Regions from separate parts of the Mus musculus genome. Here all the other regions are linked to region 2. The links are chromatin contacts, called in public promoter capture Hi-C maps. All regions are on one chromosome and are shown on one strand. Each heading gives the region's core, a stretch centred on a gene start, on an enhancer-like site or on the middle of the called end of the contact. The rest is flanking DNA. Distances are from core to core; before and after follow the strand shown. Region 1 holds the start of Lamp1 (lysosomal-associated membrane protein 1). Region 2 holds the start of Ing1 (inhibitor of growth family, member 1). Region 3 overlaps Cul4a (cullin 4A).

What was found. Promoter capture Hi-C pulls out the DNA fragments that hold promoters and counts their contacts.
Region 1: a contact with region 2 is called in a promoter capture Hi-C map of liver, with 11 times the contacts expected there. The contact joins the promoter of Lamp1 here to the promoter of Ing1 in region 2. A contact is called at or near these places in 4 of 39 promoter capture datasets (the C10 cell line, liver and pre-B cells), 1 of 484 Hi-C or Micro-C datasets (embryonic stem cells), 3 of 115 datasets of contacts at active chromatin or transcription factors (astrocytes, large pre-B cells and thymic regulatory T cells) and 1 of 9 other capture datasets (adipose tissue).
Region 3: a contact with region 2 is called in a promoter capture Hi-C map of hematopoietic stem and progenitor cells, with 3 times the contacts expected there. The contact joins the enhancer-like site here to the promoter of Ing1 in region 2. A contact is called at or near these places in 8 of 39 promoter capture datasets (the C10 cell line, the HPC-7 cell line, erythroid cells and 4 more) and 3 of 115 datasets of contacts at active chromatin or transcription factors (astrocytes, bone marrow-derived macrophages and thymic regulatory T cells).

Annotation. Positions count from the first base shown.
Region 1 is chr8:13,157,718-13,160,533 of GRCm38.p6, reverse strand. Lamp1 (lysosomal-associated membrane protein 1) reads right to left here and starts at 1,373. Exons shown (of 9, transcript NM_010684.3): 1 at 1,100-1,373. The coding sequence starts at 1,145.
Region 2 is chr8:11,555,187-11,558,119 of GRCm38.p6, reverse strand. It overlaps Ing1 (inhibitor of growth family, member 1), which reads right to left and starts at 1,663. Exons shown (of 2, transcript NM_011919.5): 1 at 1,075-1,663. The coding sequence starts at 1,210.
Region 3 is chr8:13,123,733-13,126,525 of GRCm38.p6, reverse strand. It overlaps Cul4a (cullin 4A), which reads right to left. Exons shown (of 20, transcript NM_146207.3): 7 at 2,567-2,656; 8 at 1,653-1,735. Among named protein-coding and RNA genes, the nearest start is that of Mir7065, 11 kb to the left of the region's middle. Within about 2 kb of position 1,450, at least 3 of the 459 cell types and tissues checked have an H3K27ac peak or open chromatin away from gene starts, as enhancers often do.

The sequences.
Region 1 (2,816 bases), core at 124-2,623, 1.6 Mb before region 2:
AACTCAGGCTGACCCAACCTTAAAATTCCCCTGCCTCAGCCTCCACGGTCTAACAAGTGTGAGCCACCACTGATTAGTTTAGTTTATTCATTCATTCGTTTATTTATTTCATTTTTGCAACAGGGTCTCCGGTCCTGGCTGTCTTAGAACTCATTATATAGACCAGAATGGCTTGTTAAAGAGATCGTCCTGACACTAGCTCAGGATTAAAGGTATAAACCACTATGCAAGCCACAAGGTAGTTTGAAAAACATGAAGAGGCCTAACCTGGCTGTCCTTTGGATTTTATCCCAATCAGCATTTAGGAAGCAGAGACTACGAGAACCTGAACCTGTGAGTTTCAGGCCAGCGTGGTGGTGAGACACCCCTCCCCCCATTTTAAAAGTATAAAACAGTCTAAGGGTTTAAGTCGTTTTTGGCTGTGCTGGAGATTGAACTCCAGCTAGTTACCAAGCCATTCTGACACAACAGAACTTGTTTCGGCAACTCGTATATTAGCTACAACTCCTGAACCGTGAAGGGTCACAGGTCCCCTTAGCAAGGCTTCTGGGTTAAGACCGCCGAGTAAGCGCACCTCTCACGGACCAGAGAGTTCACACAAGTAGCAAAATAAAAGAAAGGGTAAACGAATTCCATAAAGTCACAGTCACAGAATTTGGGGGTGTGAGCCTCTGTGCCCAGGAGATTTGGCCAGCCACCTCTCTCCCGTCCTGAAGATGCTGGCACCGCAGCGAAACGCTCCGCGTTGCCGGGATACAGCGGCGAGGAAGGGCACCCGGCACCCCAGGCAGGGTCCGAGGCAGCACCCAGTCCTCTCACAAGGCAGCTCAGAGCCAGCAGCACTGCCTGGCAGGAACTCCAGCCCAGCTCCTTCCAGAGCGGCTCAGACTGGGCTCCCAACCCGCACCTACGTCCTTAGGCCCGCACGGGCTCCCAGGCGGCGAGCGCCACTGCGGAGCGGGCGGGCCGGCTCGAGGCCTTCTTGACGCCCGCGGCTCCGGGCGCCCCGTCCCCGCCCGGCCTGCCGCTCTGTTCCCGTCCGTCCCGAGACACCGACCCCGCCCGGCCCTCCTTCTCTCTCCCTCCCTCTCGGGCTCACCCAGCAGCAGCAGGAGCAGCGGCCGCCGGGCGCCGGGGGCCGCCATGGCGCGACGCAGCCGAGGCCGGAGGACGGCGGTTGCGCGGGCGGCGAGGCCGGCGGGAGGGCGCGTCCACCGACTCGAGAGGCCCCGCAGCTGCGGCGCCGGCACGGAGAGGACCCTGCGGCCGGCAGCGCCTGTCACGTGAGCAGTGCCGCGCCCGCCGGTCACGTGAGCCGAGGGTCTCGCGAGAGCCCGTGGACCGCCAGCTTACTCCTCACTTCTTCGGGAGGCTCCGTTCCGCACGTGATGTGGTCACGTGCCAGTCGGCATCACGTGGGCGCTGGACCACGTGATATCTTGCCCTCTCCCCACCCCCTTCCCCCCCCCCCCCCCACGGCCTTTCTCCCGAGTGTCCCGAAATGGAAAGTAGGTTGTGGCTTTGAGTAAGGGAAGGAGAAACGCTGTCGGAGAAAGTGAAGATGGAAACAGGAAGCCATGAAGGCTGGACTGAGCCCCGTAGGCCAGCTACATGCCACAGTTCAGGTCCAAGCCCCTGAAGGCCTGCAGCCCAGTGGTAGTCTTGGTTGAGAGCCATGTCTAGGTCAATACCAGTGTTTACATCCCAGGACAGTGTGCATATCCATTTCGAGGTGGGTATTCCCATCTAGACCCGTGCCCCAGGCCCAGGCTGACCTCCACTTTCAGGCTCACATACTAGTGTCTAGGGTCAGCCCCGAATGTGTCCCATTCGGTGATCCAGGCAGAGGACAGTCCTTTAGGATACGTAGATGGTGGGAGATGTGGAAAAGATACTTTTTAAGAGATAGGATTTCAGAATATATCTTTAGCCGGCCTCAAACTCAGAGATCAGCCCGCCTCTGCTTCCTGAGTGCTCAGATGATGTGTGTGGGCGCAGTGTTCTTGACCATTCCTGGCTGCTTAAGGGCATGTGGATGGTCATCTTACCTGAGATGACTATTTCCATGAAGAGTTCAATACTAAAGTATTTTCCTCTTTTGTGAATGTCACACTCAAAACTCGAGGATTGGTTTGATGTTTGGGGACATGGCGTCACCCTAAAGCCCAGGTTGACCTGGAACTCGCATGGACCAGGCTGGCCCCACACTCTGGGCAATCATCCTGTCAGGAGCGCAGAGATTACAGGTGTGTGCCACCATGGCATGAATAATCTGAGCTTTTATGTTATTATATTGTTTTGGAGACAGGGTCTCTCTATATAACCCTGGCAATCCTAGAACTCATTACTTAGACAGGTTGGCCTCAGACTCAAGAGATCAGCCTGCCTCTGCCTTCAGAGTGCTGGGACTAAAGGCCGGAGACCACCAGATCTACCTTGAAGTCCTCAAGTTTTAGCTTGAGGATTCCTCCTGTTAACAGATTTTTCATTCAAGCTGAGTTCTTCCTCCTCAGAATTGTAGACCCAGTAACAAAACTTAAAAGCTGTTTATGTAGTGGACTAGTTTATTCTGTGACCGGAGAATAAGAGTGGTTGGAGAGATGGCTCATTTGTGTAGGACCTTGGTTCCAGTCCCATCACTCACATGGTTCACAACTATCCAGTTCCGGGGAGCCTGATGCCCTCTCCTGACTTCTGAGGGCACACCACACCTGCCTATGATGCACAGGCCTACCCTATATTCAAGCAAAACTCTCATGCACAAAATAAAGTGAAATTTTAAAAAGAAACTGGGAGAAATGGGTCAAAGATCACTT
Region 2 (2,933 bases), core at 414-2,913:
GTAGCACAATGATAAGGACATTCCACGGGGGATGTTGCGACCAATCAAAGGGCCGCAGAGGCGGAACGTTCCGCAATATGCTAATGATTCTCCTATAAACCGAGCTGCGAAGCTGCATCTCGGATAGAGCGCGCAGGGGCGCTTTCCCCAGCAAGTCTCTGTATGCAGTGCTGGGCAGTGGCCCTCCACCACCCCCAACTCTTCCGTTTCCCTGCTGCGCAGTTCTGTAAACAAGAGTAAACTCCGAGCGGCCATCCACGTTCAAAACAGAGCCCCCTGACCTCACAGCAAAGTTTCCCCAACAGCCAACAGTTCCCGGCGGGCACGCAGGCTCCGCCTCTTCGCCACTCTGGGCAGCCCGGGTCTTCGGGTGGGCTGCAGGTCCCTCACCTGCCCCGCTCCTCTCCAGCCAGAGCCCAGCTCGCGTCCACCGATCGCAGCGCAGTCGTACACCTAGTCGGCTGCGATCCTCCCTTTCACCCTCTTCCTCCCCAAGACACACCGCGCCGGCGCCCCTCGCAGTCGGCCCGGAGCCCTGTCCAGAGCCAAGAGAGGGCCCAGGAGAGCAGGGCCTGGGCGATCGCGCGACCCCGAGTCAGGACTGCCCAGTACTTTATGTAACACTTAGAACCAGAACCTGGCGGGAGGCGGCGACTCTCCGGACCCGCACTCAGCTCCGCCGGAGTACGGCCCGCAGCCCTCTCTCTAGCCCGGTGCCCGCGCCCTACGGCCGCGGCGCCCGCATAGCACTCCACCTCGCGCGGCCGCCTTCACCCCCTCCCCGAGGACGCGGCCGAGCCCCGCGCCCCCTCCCCCGCAGCACCGCCTCATCACTTCACTACAAAGAGCGCTTTGGTCGCGCAGCCTTGCAGCCAGCCGTTCGCGCTCCTTCCTTCTCCATGTCCCGGAGCTCGGTACACAAGGACCTCGGCGTATCAAAGGCGCTCCAGACCTTTTGTTCCTAGCCCTCCGAGGACGCTACCGGGCGCTCCGGCTCCAGCAGGACCGGTCAGCCTCGCCGCCGGGACCCAGGGATGGACGCGGCCGCCCCCGCCCATCCATCACCCGCCGTACCTTGGTATTTGGCGTCGATCTCCCGCATCAGCGAGACGTTCCTCTGCAGGTCGAAAGGCAGTGACTCGATTGAGTCCAGGTAATCCTCCACATAGTTCACCAGGTGGATCTGCTCCCCGTTGGCAGGACTCAACATGGTTCACCCCGGAGGTCCCCGGCGATTCGGCGGCTTTCCGCTTCCTCCACCCCCCGCCCCCCTCAAACAGCACTGCAAAATGCAAAGCTCTCTCGCCCTTCCGCGCCCCCCCGCCGCTCCGGCCGGGCTGGCCGGCGGCTACATCTGGCGCCTGCCGCGCCGCCTCCGGGGCCGCGGGGACCCCGGCGCCTGCAGGCGCGGGCCGCGGCGGCCGAAGCTCAAGCGCACACCCCGCCGGCCGTGCAGGCCCCCTCCCGGGCGGCGGGCGGCGCGGGGGGCCGTGCGTACTAGCGCGCACACACCCAAAGAGGGCCGGCCACCGCCGCCCACCCGCCACCAGCGTGGAGAGCGGAGAGAGCGGGGCCGGCTGCGGGAAGGGCGCGCTCCGCCGCCCGCCTCGCCGCACTTGTCCAACGTGGAAAACCCAAATACCAGTTTCAAACACTTGGGAAACATTCAGCCCCGCGCGCAGCGCGCATGCGCCCCGCCACCCCTCCTCCCGGAGGCGGCCCCGCCCCCACCGCATTCACGCCCCTCACCGTCCCGGGCCGGGGGGCGGCGGGCCGCGAGGCCGGCCCGCGCGGGGGCGTGGCCTGTCATTGTCGCTGGGGGCCAGGGTCGCCGAGGGGACAGCGGCGGGGTCGCCTGGGCAGGGGAGACCGGCGACGCGAAACTTTACTAGGAGTTTGACACTCGGTGGCGGACCTACTGGGCGGAGCCGCACGCCGGCCGGGAACCGCGGGGTGCTAGCCTGCTCCTCGAGACACGCCGGGGCCGGACGAGCCTCCAGATCGCTGCCTTCAAACCGACTAACCTGAGAAGAGCCACCCTCCGCTGGGTTAACTGCATTCCCCCGCCTCCTAGCGCGGTATAAATAGGGCCCCCGAACAGAAATGGCAACGGCGTCAGCCAATCCCCTTGCGACTCTTACCTCTGCGGCCAATCTGGACGAGAAGGAGGTGTGGTGGGATCGGCAACGCCCCCCGCACGCCTAGTACTAGAGAGCTGTCCTCTTCCAGGAGGGACGAGCGGGCGGAGCCGAGCGAGGCGGAAGTGGACGCGCAGGCGCAGCTCCCTGGCGATGGATGCGGACCCGCGCGGGAGGGCAGCTATCGACACGCAAAGGGACCACCACTCCCAGCATCCTCGGCGCCTCCACGCGCCTGCGCCTTCCGCCCCCATCGTCCCTTTGTGTCGCCTCCCGGTGCTGGGTTTAGAATGGCCTGGAGACAAAGGGGCCCCCGAGGGGTGCTCTTTTCAGCGCGGAGATCTACGGTGGGCGGGCTGGCGGGAGCAGCTCTTCTCTGATCCTAACTAGCTCTTCCCCTCCCTGCCGCATCTGAGGCTGCCCATGTCCTCGTCACACTGAGTTGGCAGCGGGCACCGCAGTGTGCTTCCCGCAGGGGAGCACAACCTTCAGCTTCCCATCCCGCCCTTCCCCCACAGCTGCCGGATTTAGGGCTTTCTGAAAAGCCCGGGCAGAGCGAGGGGTTGCCTAGGCGACGGGCCCCGGCGGTCCCGCCCTCTTCCTGCCTAGGCACCGCCCTGGGGCGGAGCCTGGCCTGTGGTCGCCACATTCGCGCCTTTGTATGGCTGGGACTGTGGTGCGGCTGTCCTATTCGCCCCTCTGAGTCCCAGGTCCTCAATCTTGCTCGGCCGCCTGGGCGAGAGCGGTGGACCCGCTGCTGTGGCCTCAGGTGCGCAGGGCTGGTGATGGCGCTCT
Region 3 (2,793 bases), core at 201-2,700, 1.6 Mb before region 2:
TGTTTGAAATGATGCATTGCGCACACACCACAGCATGTGTGTAGATGCAGAGGAACCTTCAGGACTCAACGCTTTCCTTCTGCTACTTGGGTCCCAGGGACTGGACTCAGGCAGCGTCATCCGAGTCTCCCTAAGTAGCCCTGGTTGGCCTGAAATTCACGACGTAGATGAGTATAGTTTTGTACTCAGAGATTCACCCGCTTCTCTGCCTCCTGAGCATTAGATTAAAGGTGTACACCAACTTTTTACAAGGAACTTTTTAGCAAATTTAAACCTCATAGCACCTATGGCAAAAGGCAGGATTATATCCCACCCTCCATGGAAATGGAGTTCAGAAATGAGTGGCCTAAGGCTCCACTTCTGGGGAGTCAGTGTAGCCTCTGCTCCTCTCTGGCTGCTAACACTCAGCCTCCTATGGCCTCCCCTTAACTCATCGCCTCCACCAGGCAGATGTAAATATCCATTTTATTCCTGAACATCTAATCCCCTTAAATATTGACTCCTAATAACTGAATATGAAATTAAAAGGTTTGGATTATATTCTCTACATTGGCACCATGTATAAAATCTAGTTTTTCACTTAATTCCCAGCAATAATGACTCTTAGACTATTTATTAATAAATGCTTAGGCCACAAAGCTTTGCCTTGCTTTTAACTTATTACCCCCTTTATTGCAGCCAGAGTTCAGCTGCATGGTCGGTTTCCCTCCTTGTCTTCAAACATCTGTTTTCTCAGTTTTCGGGGGGGTGGGGTCTCCCATGTTTTTATTTCCCAGAAGTCTCTATTCCTGCCAGGTATCTGAGCTCCTATTTTCGGCCTCAGCTCATGGGCTATAGTTTTTTTTACTGACCAGTGATCCTTAGAAGAGAGTCTCTTTACAGGTGGAACCCAGCCTCTCCCAGCACAGGTCTGTACTGGGACCCATGGTGCCCCCTCTGGAAATGGAGAACACAATGCTCTTTTAAAAAAGGTGCTGTCCTGAACTTGCATGCTATGCCTCCTGGGATCTGACCCTTTCTTTCCTCTTGTCCCCAAACCCCAAAGGACGGGAGTTTCACTGTCTCCTCTGTGCCCCACCCCCATGTCTCCATCTCCTCACAGTAGTGCATAACACATCTTGCACAAACACTGCATCGACCTGGAGTCTAGAGGAAAAGACAAATGAAAAGAGAAAACTGTGTACTGTTTCATGAGAATCATGGCCATGAAGACATGGGTGGACAGTGGCTAAAGAGTGCACACTGCTCTTGCACCCCAGCCCCCTAGCTCTCGGGATCTCACACCGCTGGCTCCTCCCTCAGGCACCTGTGCTCACACTCGAATCACCACACCCTGCACAGGAAATGGACTCACAAAACCTTAGAAGAACAAGAGGCTAGAAAGACAAGAGCCTGGTGCTCAGTGAAGTTCTATCAGGCAAACAAAGCACTCAGGCGCTGAGGGAGTCGCTCTCCTTCCTGAGTCCTCTTGAGATAGCTCGTGGTAAGAAATCCAGTGTGTAACTGCTGAGTGCACACATTATAAGCAAAGCTCGGTGTTGGGAGCAGAGTCTCAGAGTACTGGGTGCAGCCAGAAGCATGGCCATAGCCTCAGTGTGAGGCCAGCAGGCCGTGGCTGTGGGGACTGAGGAGTCAGTGCAGGGCTTACTTACTGTGTGCTGTGGTCTAAGTAGGTGATCACTCGGTCTGCTTCCTCTTCTAGACGTTTGCTCACATGGTTAAGGTATTCTGGAACCTTCCAAAAAAAACATTTAACACATCAATGACAAAGACTTCTCACATTATACATAAAATTTCCTCAAAAAATAGAGAAAAAGAGAGAGAGAAGCAAACCCACTCACTCGCTAACAGACTGCCACTGAGAAGCCCCTCTAACCAGGCAGGGCCCAGGCCACTCTCACGGCTTACTACCAAGTGCGGGGGGACAAATACCAGTGGGCCACGATGGGTGAGTTAGTATCAGTACCTGGGGAGACAGCCAAAGCTTACTAGCAACCTGTACACATGGATCACACGGATCTGTCAGCGGTGACATCCTCCCTCCCCTGCAGTCACGGCAACTGCAGACAGCCATCGCTTGTCCTCAGTGCCACCTTAGCTAGCACGGCTGCAGCTAAACTGTGATCTGATGGGTTGGGCCCATCTTGGCAGGGGCAGGTGGCTCCACATAGGACTCATCACTCCCTTGGGACTGGACTCTAGACCTAAGAAGCTGCTCAGAGGGGCTGAGGTGACACTGCTGTTATTATCTAGGCTTCTTCACATACATTCTTCACCAATGCTTTACACAGTGACATGTTTGATTTTTAAGATTAGCTCTTTATCTTCTTGCTTAGACATAGGCTCAGACATTAGACATAGGCTTGCTTAAACATCGCTATTTTAGAAAATACTTAGGGGAGGGGAAATAAAGAAAGAAAGCTTCTAAGGGAAAGAAATTAACTCCTTTGTACAGCAAGCAGTTCTCTCCCAAAGACTCCAGAGACTTTGGCAAATGTATACATACAAAAGGGCAGCAGGCCCAAGGAGTGGGTTACAGCCAAATGCAGTCGGCCGCACAGCTCACCTCCCTGTCCTGCATCAGCCTCTGGCCTTCAGCAGCGTATAGACAGTTAGTCTCTTCCAAGAACTTCAGCTCAAATGAGTCTTTGTACACCTAGGAAACAAGCAGCTCCTGATGAGCTTGAGCACAGAAACCTTCCTTTTCAAGCACTGGTTCTTATCAGGCGCTTCTCTTGCAGCTCCGTGCAGACTGTACCACAGGCCTCCATCACTCTCCTTAAGGACTAGACA